2 separate regions of the Rattus norvegicus genome follow, and region 1 is linked to region 2. Evidence: chromatin contacts called from public HiChIP or PLAC-seq data. All regions are on one chromosome and are shown on one strand. Each heading gives the region's core, a stretch centred on a gene start, on an enhancer-like site or on the middle of the called end of the contact. The rest is flanking DNA. Distances are from core to core; before and after follow the strand shown.

The links. HiChIP or PLAC-seq counts read pairs in DNA pulled down with a chosen protein or histone mark.
Region 1: an H3K27ac HiChIP or PLAC-seq map of oligodendrocytes shows a contact between it and region 2, with 18 times the contacts expected there. The contact joins the promoter of Mpped2 here to the enhancer-like site in region 2. A contact is called at or near these places in 6 of 12 Hi-C or Micro-C datasets (the A7r5 cell line, the Rat2 cell line, Schwann cells and 3 more) and 1 of 1 datasets of contacts at active chromatin or transcription factors (oligodendrocytes).

Annotation. Positions count from the first base shown.
Region 1 is chr3:113,633,090-113,637,894 of GRCr8, reverse strand. Mpped2 (metallophosphoesterase domain containing 2) reads right to left here and starts at 2,281. Exons shown (of 7, transcript NM_198778.3): 1 at 1,897-2,281.
Region 2 is chr3:113,370,642-113,375,579 of GRCr8, reverse strand. No RefSeq gene overlaps it. Among named protein-coding and RNA genes, the nearest start is that of Mpped2, 260 kb to the left of the region's middle. Within about 2 kb of position 1,814, at least 7 of the 93 cell types and tissues checked have an H3K27ac peak or open chromatin away from gene starts, as enhancers often do.

The sequences.
Region 1 (4,805 bases), core at 1,032-3,531, 260 kb before region 2:
CCTTCCCTTCACACTTACACCTGAACTTGTCTCCAGCACTGCTGACACCCAGCTGGCACATTCTTTCAGAGAAGGAGGGCACGACTTTTCTCCTGAGCCTCTGACAAAGCGTGGGGTCTATATATGGTGGGGCGCGGGGGGGGGGGGCTGCAGAATTCTCTACTTTGGATTGGTTTGTTTGTTTTAAATCTAGGGTGGGCAGATGGGGTGGGGGGCTGCAGCTACTACACACACACACACACACACACACACACCACACACACACACACACACACACACACACACACACACACACACACACACACACACACACACACACACACACGCCCTGCTCTGTCAACCGCTCTCCTTGCCAGGTTCTGGCCACAACTCCCTCCTCATTCCGTAGGCGCTGAGTACCCGATGGGCACCGCCACCGCCACTGCCGGCGATGTTGGCAGCACTAAGGACACTAGACTCACTCCCCCAGGGTTGGCTAAGCATTTTCCCCCACCTTCCTCTCTCCCAGCGGGGCACCGACTGAAGACCGCCGTAAAACACGGGCTCTGACGTCGTTGCCATCCTCGGTGCCGCATCTTAACCCCTGGTCTGGGACAGAAGCCTCCGAAGCGCCCTGGCATCTCCAAGCATACAGGCAGGAGACCGAGTCCGCACCCTGAACAACCGCCTCCTCGCTGAGTCCCGGAGCTGCCAGGCACCTCCCCGGGAACGGCTGGGAAGGGAAGGGATCCAGCCAGCCATCGGGCTGCAGAGGGAATGTGGAGGCCACAGCCTTGCCCCCTCTTTGGAAGTCTTTCCCTTCCAGTTAAAGTTGTGTTTGTTTTCCCCACCCTGACTTGTTAGTGTCTTTACCATCACAAATCAATTAGACATTTTTCATGACCCGCATTCACTCTTAATTCCGGGTGTGTTGGGGGTGCGCTATAAATCAACCCCCGGGCTCATCTTTCCGTGCTCTTGCTGGGGGATTTCAATGCCCTCTCGAACCTCTAGGTACACCTCCTAGGCCGCAAAAGCCCGAAATTTAAAAGATTTTTAAAGACAATCTTGCCACATGTAAATGTAAATAGGGGTGGCGGTGGGGGCCCCTCACAACTACTGCTTAGGTAGAAAAGAAACTGGGCGGCCGCGGTTACTTTTCCACGCTGCCGTACCCCGCCTCCCAGCCCTCTCGCTCGGCAGGCAGCGGTCGCCGAGACCGGAGAGTAAGGTCCGGGCGCGGGGGCCGGCGGAGAGCTCCGCGCTGGAGCGCTATGCGCGCGAGCGACCGGAGCACAAAGCTGCACGGAGCCGTCCGGCCACTGCACCTGGCCCGGGGCCGCCGCGGGCGCACGGGGCTCGGGCCAACACAATGCACCCGGGCCTAGGCCGGGGCAGCTGCCGCGCACGACCCTGGGACTTTCTAGTAAACAGATCTCCGACTCCCCGGCCCCACCCCCATCCCTTGCCCCGGGGCTTTAGCCGCGGGCTTTCGCAGACAACCTCTCCCCCGGCACCCCCGCCGCCACCTTCCTGAGAAACCCGGAGAAGGAGGGGGCAGGGAGGCGGGGACCCCGAGAGGTCGGTGGCCGAGGGCTTGGGGGGAAGGGAGAACAGGGGGCGAGATGGGGAGTGGGAAGAAGGGCAGCTACGCAAAGAAATTCGCTCTCGCTTGCGGGGGCTTCGGGGGAAACAAATCTGCTCTCCCCGGGTCCTCTAGTGTTCAGTCCGCCAACCTCAGGGTCGCGGGGCCGCCGCGCTCCGCAGCTCCCGCGCCCTCGCACGCGCCTCTGACAAGGCACCTCTCACCCGGGCTCCGCTTTGTGTGTGCATTTTTTTTTCCTTCCTCTCGCGCCCGGCACCGGCCGCCTCCTCCCCCCTCCCCCGCCCTCCGCCTCCCTTTCCCGGGCGGATTACCTTTCCCGGGCTGCGCTCCGGGTCCCCGGGATGCCTTCAGCGCCCGGTGTGCGGGCGAGCCATCGCCAAGCCACCCGAGCCGGCTCGGAGCAGCGCTGGGGGTGGCAGGGGCGAGGGGCTCGGGCGGGCCAGAACCTTCGACCCCGGAGGTCCCCGCCGCTGATCCAGGGCCTGGGAGGGCAGCACTGGGGCGCGGTGCGAGCGGGACGCGGGGTCGCTGCGGGGGGAGGTGGAGAGGACCGGAGCAGCCTCGATCTGGGGAGAGAACGAGCGAGGGGGCGAGGAGAGACAGCCAGGGCGCGGCGAGCGAAGGGAGCGCGAGCGGTGCAGTGACAGGGACTGCCACTGGGGTCAAAGGAGCACAGCTCCAGGAAGCTGGGCCGCCCAGGCGCCGCTTGCTGCGAGCTCCCCGCCCGGACCCCTCGCCCTGCACGCCCCTGCCGTAGTTCCGGCCCACTCGAACCCCCCACCCGCGCCCCGTGGCCGCGGGGTTTCCAGGAGGGGAGGGAGAGCGGAGGGCGAGGCCCGCAGGCTGCTGGTGCTCCCTGGGTCAAGCAGGCGGCAGGAAGCAGAGCTGCAAGTTCACCATCGTGTGTGATCAGCGTTAAAATGATAGAGGTCGGGGAGATGGGGGCGGGCCACTAAGCGCCAGGAATATAGGGGAGACCCCCAGATGGGCGTCTTCTGCAAAGAGAATACCAAGCTCCCGCCCTCCACTCATGAACCTGCCAGGCTCTGTCAGAGGTCTTGGCACAGCTCCAAAGCGCAGAACTCGCTGCAGGGGCAGAAGGAGCGACAGGGGCACTAAGATCTCACCAAGAGGGGCGACCCCTGGGTCCCTCAACTCAGCTGAACTGAGGCTTTCCTGCGGGGTATCAAGCTCCCCTCTCCTCAACCCTCTCAAAGCGCCAGACGCACACACACCCCTCTTTGCCTCTATGTTGTTCCTGAGAAAGAAAAGGCCAACCCAGCTGGTGTTTTTTCACCTTCATGAATTAAGACAGGTTCAGGATAAGAAGGTGAAGTCAGGCAAAGGCTTTAATTGTTTCCGCACCCCCACCCCCACCTCCTGCGCGCCCCTTTGAATCACATTCTCCCTTTCCCAAAGACCTGCTCTTTAAAAAAATGTTTTTAAATCGAAGTTACTCCAATTTTCTCTGCTACTTTGGAAACCTGGCGGGGAGGGGGCTGGAACCCTAGGAATTGTATGCAAAGGGGGGCGGGGCAAGGATAGAAAAAGCCGCTGAAATGGTGGGACAGAAGACAGAAGGCTTTTTAGAAAACTTGGTTGGCACGGCTGTCTGAAAGATGAGGTGGCCCTGTGATGTTATGCCACTGTCAGAGCTGAAGGATTTGGAAGGCGACCAGATCTAATTCCTTTCTAGGAGTCAGACTCTAAAAAAAAAAAAAAAAAAAAAAATCACCATTCTCCGAAGGGAACAGCAGTATGCACAGGAGAGAAACGTGTGCTTTGTATACTATGTGACAACTGACTAGACGTCCTGGCTGAAATTATATCCCCTAAAATTAAAAAGAGTCATTTCATCCTGGTCTGTGTGGCCTCTGTGCTGAGACTAATTGGTTTCCAAGGACTGGAAAGGAAGGAAAGGAGAGAGGCAGAAAGAGCCCCTTATTAAAAAAAAAAAAAAAAAAAAAAAAAAAGATCAAACGGAATTCGCTTGAAAATATTTCCTTTTTACAATGGACTTTCCTGACACTTGAATTTTAAGTAGCCCATCTCTTATGCTTAGGCGGAATGAAGCGAAGATAGGCTTACTGATGTACTTTCATTGTACAGCATGCCCAGAGTGTCAGTGCTTGCCTGATGTGCTGAGGGGAAAGGACGGTGCCTTCCCTTGCCCAGCACAAATCACAGCAAGTGACACTGACATTAAAGGATGCCAAAGATGAGGTGAAGGGGCAATTTTATATTTTTCTGTCTTTTGGTTTTCAGCCCAACCGTGAACACTGACTAGAAACATGTCCTTTTAAGACACTGAGTTTTGTTTCCTAGAAGAGTTAGCAATATACTCCTCTTTTGTAAATAGTTTGAATTTTAAGGCCGATTAGACTGACTTGATCAGCCCAAATAATATCATGGAGCACTATCCCACATACACTGAATCGCCAGTTGAAACAGTCAAACTAGTTTGAACATGGTTTGAGATCTAAATATGGGCACGTGGACTGTACATAGCAGTGTGCTCTGTTTTACTGGCACATTTTAAAGGATATTTAATGTGAATAAAAGTCAAGTGTGTGGTTCTTTGCAAAGTAGGTGGGAATTTGTGTCATTTTACTGAGTAGGGGAAACTAAGGAAAATAATATTTAAAACAAATGTTCGATATAAGAAGAAACCAACCTTACTGGGTCCCTATTTATAGATTAATTATCCAGCAATGACCAACTTGTGTGTGGGTTGGTAATTTTTATTATCATTGGTCTGTTAAAGTCAAACAAACAAACAAAAAAGCTGGAGAAATGTAAGTGAATTTAAACAGTAAGTCAGGAGCAAGAGGAAGTCACTTTTCAAATAATTCTCAGTATGTGGATTCGAACTTACATTTTGAGATATTATCCACAAGTACAGGTACATAAACTAAAAGCTTACTTCAAAAATGACTGGATGCAGACAGACCGCATCCATTTCCTGATACGCACTGTAAATCCCAGCAAAATATCTCTCCATAATGCATTTAGAAAAGAAAATGAGGGAGCCATGGCACAACTGTGGGTAGAAGCTTAGAAGCAAATGATGCTTCCCCTAAAAGTTCAGTGCTTTGTTGAAATTTCTGCTCAGCCTCCTGTAAGAAAGACTGCTGGAACAAAACACCCTAAAACCTAGGTTAGTCCCATGGCCTTTAAAGGAATAAAATCATTAACCTTCTTTGGATAATTTCAAGGAAAT
Region 2 (4,938 bases), core at 565-3,064:
CAGAGGTGGTAAACACCATTGTTAAGAAGCTGCAGTCTGTGGGAGTTACGTGAAGGAGTAGCTTAGAATTGTGTGTTACAAAGGGCCCTTAGAACTGCCTCAAAGCCTTAGCTTAGAAATCAGTGCATTCATTCTTCACTAGTATTTAGTTTTGTTTAATCAGAAACCGTTTTCCCCAAGGACCAGACACTGCTGTATACCATCCTGAAGATAGAGTATTGAACAAGTTAGCCAGCTACCCTGCCATCCCTGACCTTGCGATCCACGGGAGAACAGCGATTAGGACAGGGTGGTGCGGTATCATGTTACCGGAGCCACAATGGTAGAAACACGAGAGTTTGTGAAGCTGTGCTTATTCAACCATTGGAATCGTGGTAAAATCCGGTGATCTTAAGAATCAAATTGTTTGGAAGGTTGAAATCTTTTTTTAAAAATGAAAATGGTAATTATTTTGCAAAGCACACAGACAGCTGATGAAATGGCTTTTTATTAAATCACAGAAAACAGAAGACCTTTAAAAACTCTTTTAAAAACTCTATTGGCCAAGTAGATAGATTTCTACAGAGAAGAAGGGTCACAGTGTTGAAAGACTGTTAAAAAACTGACGGTTGCACTAAAGGATGGTAAGAGTAACGTTATCAAGTCCATCCCGAGGGCTGTAAGGGCTTCGGTGATGTGGTTGCTCAGGGAGGAAAGAGAAGGAGCTTTCCAAAGATAAGCAAAAGTGGGAACAGGTAATCCAGAAGCAGGGTGTGGCTCTTGGATGGAAAATGAGTCCGAGGAAACAAGAGAGATGAGGAAGACACTTGATAACCCAAGCGACAGAATTCATCTCCTGATCATAAATGACAGGTAATCAGATATGGACCTTGTCTAAACTGACTTAGCAGAATTCTTGCTATAATTAGTCAGTTCAGAGTTGAGCCCAGAAATCCAAAAGGAAAAGACAAGTTTTAAAACCCCAGAAAAGCCTGAGGGGACTGGTGGAGGTGGAGGAGTGTGTGTTTGGGGCAATCCCTATCAATTTCCTTTAATAGATATGCATCCACGATGTCGGTTTTGTTCCGAGGCCACTTTCCTCTTCTTCCAGACTATTTCCATTTCCTGACACCAGAAACTCTGGCACTGGAAGAGAACCGCTGGTGGGGTCTGGATGTCTGTAACCAGCAACACTCTGATATTGCACTGGGAAGGGAGACTTTAGGAAGTGGTTAGACAATGAGAGCTCCTCCTCCCTCCTGAATGAGACTCCTGATACTGTCATCTGAAAGGATAATTTTTTAAGTTTGGAGGTACAGTTTGATCGACGCAATGCTCTGGACTAAATGCACCAGACACTAGTGCTTTCCCAGCACTTTCCGAAAGGCAGTCAAGTCCCTGCTTCTTAGAAGCCTCTCCCTTCCTCCCTCCCTCCCTCCCGTCCACCCACGTCTTCTATGTAATGACACAGATTAAAGGCCCTTGCCAGATGCTGGCACCTTTATATTGGACTTCCCTGCCTGCAAAACCATGAGCCAATAAATCCCCGTTCCAATAAATTTCTGATCATTATAAATTACCCAGCTCGTGATGTTCTGTTTTAGCAGCACAAAACAGGCTAAGACAAAGCCCTCATTGTGTTTCTGAATCTGGTGGCCCAGAATGACGCTCAGTGTCTGTTCAAAGTTTTTAGATACCCTTTGTGCCACATTTTCTAGTGGTTTATTTCTTCTCATCAGCCACACAAGCAACTGGATATACCTGACGGGGTGCCACTACACCAGTGTTTCTATCTTGGGATACAATTTCAGAACCATACTCTATCAGAAAGAGCAGCAGGGTTCTATTAGAGCATCTCTTATCTAATACAGCAATACAGTTCCTTCACCAGCAAATTTTCCAGTTCACAAATGCTGAGAGTTTCAACACTATTACAACTATATAGTTCAATGCAATTTAAAACCCATTTTAAAAATCATGTGGGGGGTTTACCTCTAGCATACAGATCTGGCTTTCTGTGTGCGGAGTCGCCACCTAGTGGGCTACATGGAGTGCGCAGGGAAAAACACAATTGATCCTGTGTGAGTCCTGATCTGCATCTCCTTCCTGTAATTTAAGGTTCAAGTGACAAATCTTAGCCAGTGAAATCATTTCATTGAAAAGGTGACATTATTTGTCTGGCATAGGTTCAGACTGAAGGGAACTGAAATTTGGAATTATCTTTAAATATTATGCCAAAGGGAGAGTTTAAAAGGATATCAGAAATTTTTGAGTTATTGTGGGTGTCATTGGAAAGAGAAACTGATTTATCTTGCTTTTCTGCTGAAGTGATCACGATTTGAAGTAAATAGAAAACCAAGATTTGAGAATTGAAAGCAGATGACAGTTTTAAAGAATCCTTCAAACCTCTTTCAGTCTTGGGCAAATCAAATGCACATCTACATGCAGTAAAAGCTGACTTTCCAAAGCTGTCTTCAGACCCTCCTCCATGAGCAGAGAAGCCAGAGGCCCACTCATGAGCCACACTGCAGAGGCCAGGCCCCGAGGAAGCCGAGAGAGAGAGGAGCCACCTCAGAATGCTTTGCATTGGCTTTTCTTTGACTCTGTTCTCTGTGGCGGGGGCATAATCCCCCTGAGTGTTTTGTCACACTCTGCTGTGGAGGTGGGCATGACCCCACTTCCACTTTCCAGAACGTCACAGTATTGTAAAGAAAAGTGGCAAACCAATTTGATCTAAGAATCTTAATTATCAAGCTCTCTGTCTCTCTGTCTCTGTCTCTCTCTCCTTCCCCCTCCCCCTCTCTTCCCCCATACTCCTCTAAGACAATATCTTAGTCATACCTGAAATCATTTTCCATGAATGATTCCAGTCACTTTTCACAAAGCCATATAAAACCAACCAACCAAACAAACAAAACAAACCGGGTTCATCCGAAAGTATCCATGTCTTCCAAATAAGCAGTCAGTCAGTGAACATCCCCAGTCAGCAGATCCCCCAGGATTGATCCAAGAGGGAGAGGTGTAGGGACTGAGCTGAGTGTTCAGTTTCACATAAGGAATCAAATGCACTAGACTCTCAGACACACACCAACTCTCCCGGTGTTTTCCTGGCACCCTTAGTCAGGTATCAGCAAGACTTCCAAACTATGAGGAAAAACCCAAGAGCATCATGTGCTTTGAGTAACATGGAGTTCAAACCGAAAGTTTAGGTGTGACGCATCTTATTTACATCTAAGCTACTTTTGATGTGCTCTCAGCTGTAAGGATTCCGCAGAGCAAATGTATATGAAAATGTTACGTGCAAATGAAAATACACAGGCAATATAACAGTGCTGCAAATTATTGGACAATTTACTGAAGGTCAGTGCAGTATTCATTAGAACAAGTCAGAAGGAATAGGAGAGAGGAAATGGGGGGGAAGGAGGGCGGGAGGGATACATGAAGGAAGGAGGTGGAAATCTAGGTGTTAATTGCATTATCCACTAAGAACTATAGCAAAGTGGGTAGAGTGTAAGGTTTTAAGAATCCTGAATCCCACTGCTAACACCTACCATTGGTAGGAATTAGAGCAGTGACTGCGCCTCCAAGCTCAGCTTCTTCATCTGTGAATGAGGGTAACAGGATCTCTGGGTGTGTTAGCATGCAATACCCAGAGTATTGCAACGCCTGGCATATAATGAGTTTTTCATTATAATTGACACCTACTTTATATCATGACTTTTATGATGTTTATAATAAACTCTACTTGAATCTCTCTTGCTCTGAAGAACACACATGTTGATACAAATGAAAGAAATATTAAAGAGAACTTCCAGGTGAGGTGATACATTATGAAGTCATGCTGTCCAAGGACAGAGCGAGTAGGTGTCAGCTTTAGAGGAAGATTGCTTTAGTCATCCATAGACAGATCCTTCATTTGGAAGAAGAGCTAAGCTTGCCCACTGCAGCTCTGAATGCAGGACTAATCTACTTTGACGAACATAAGTCTTCATAACTCTTCAGGTCTGGCTGTGTGGAACAATATTCCTCAGTACTATCAGAAGGGACATCAGCTGCTGTGGGAAGGTGCTAAGGTGGGTACACTGAAATCGGGATGAAGTGTGGCCACTGGGTTCATCTCAGGGGAGGAGTGGGTACATTATCTTCATCAGCTGAACAGTGAGGTTGAATAAGTGTTCTGTGCTCCTTCAATCTTAAGACTCTGATTCTTGGAAAAAGATGGTAAGAAAGGAGTTCAAGAAAAAAGAAATGCAAGAAGTCAGTCAGCCTGTCCCGGTTCTCTTTGCTTTCCCTGCTGGGAAAGTGGTTGCCCACACCACTAACTCTGAGATACACTCAAGAGAAACTCTTTTCCAGATCTTATCACCTGGGATATGCAGCGTAGTCATCATACCAAAGAGGATGCAGCTTAAAGTGAGAGAGCAAACCTCTGGGAGGCATGACAGGTTAGAGAGACCGTGAGGAGCACTTATGTGTTTTGGCTAACAGCACACACGCTCCTTCTTCATGGTTTTCCAGTTCCCTCTTGAACCTGATTGAGGAAGAAGAAAATCTCAGATATCCTCCTATAGATCTTTTTCTTTCCCTGTTCAATAATACAACAAGGCTCTGAGTATGTAAAAGTCTGGCTAATAAAGAATGATTTCTTAGGCATTGAATGTTGGACCAGTGACCTAGGACCAAAGGGAGTTATGGGAAAACATTAATTTACCTGGCCAGCTGTCTGGGTGTGGAAGGTTTCTAAGTCTCTTGCCATCTGCTCTTTGGACTTCCTGTTTACATTCAGTGCCTTCCACTGATCCTTCATTTATTTGAGTTTCCTCGTATCTTCCGTGAGATGGTCTGGATGGTTTGTTACCAGTAGTGACCTTATGCCTATAAACCAAGACTTGTTACGGAAATAGCAAAGCAAGCTGGAAAGGTAGGCAAACCGTAAATATTCACAACTAGAGATTCTGA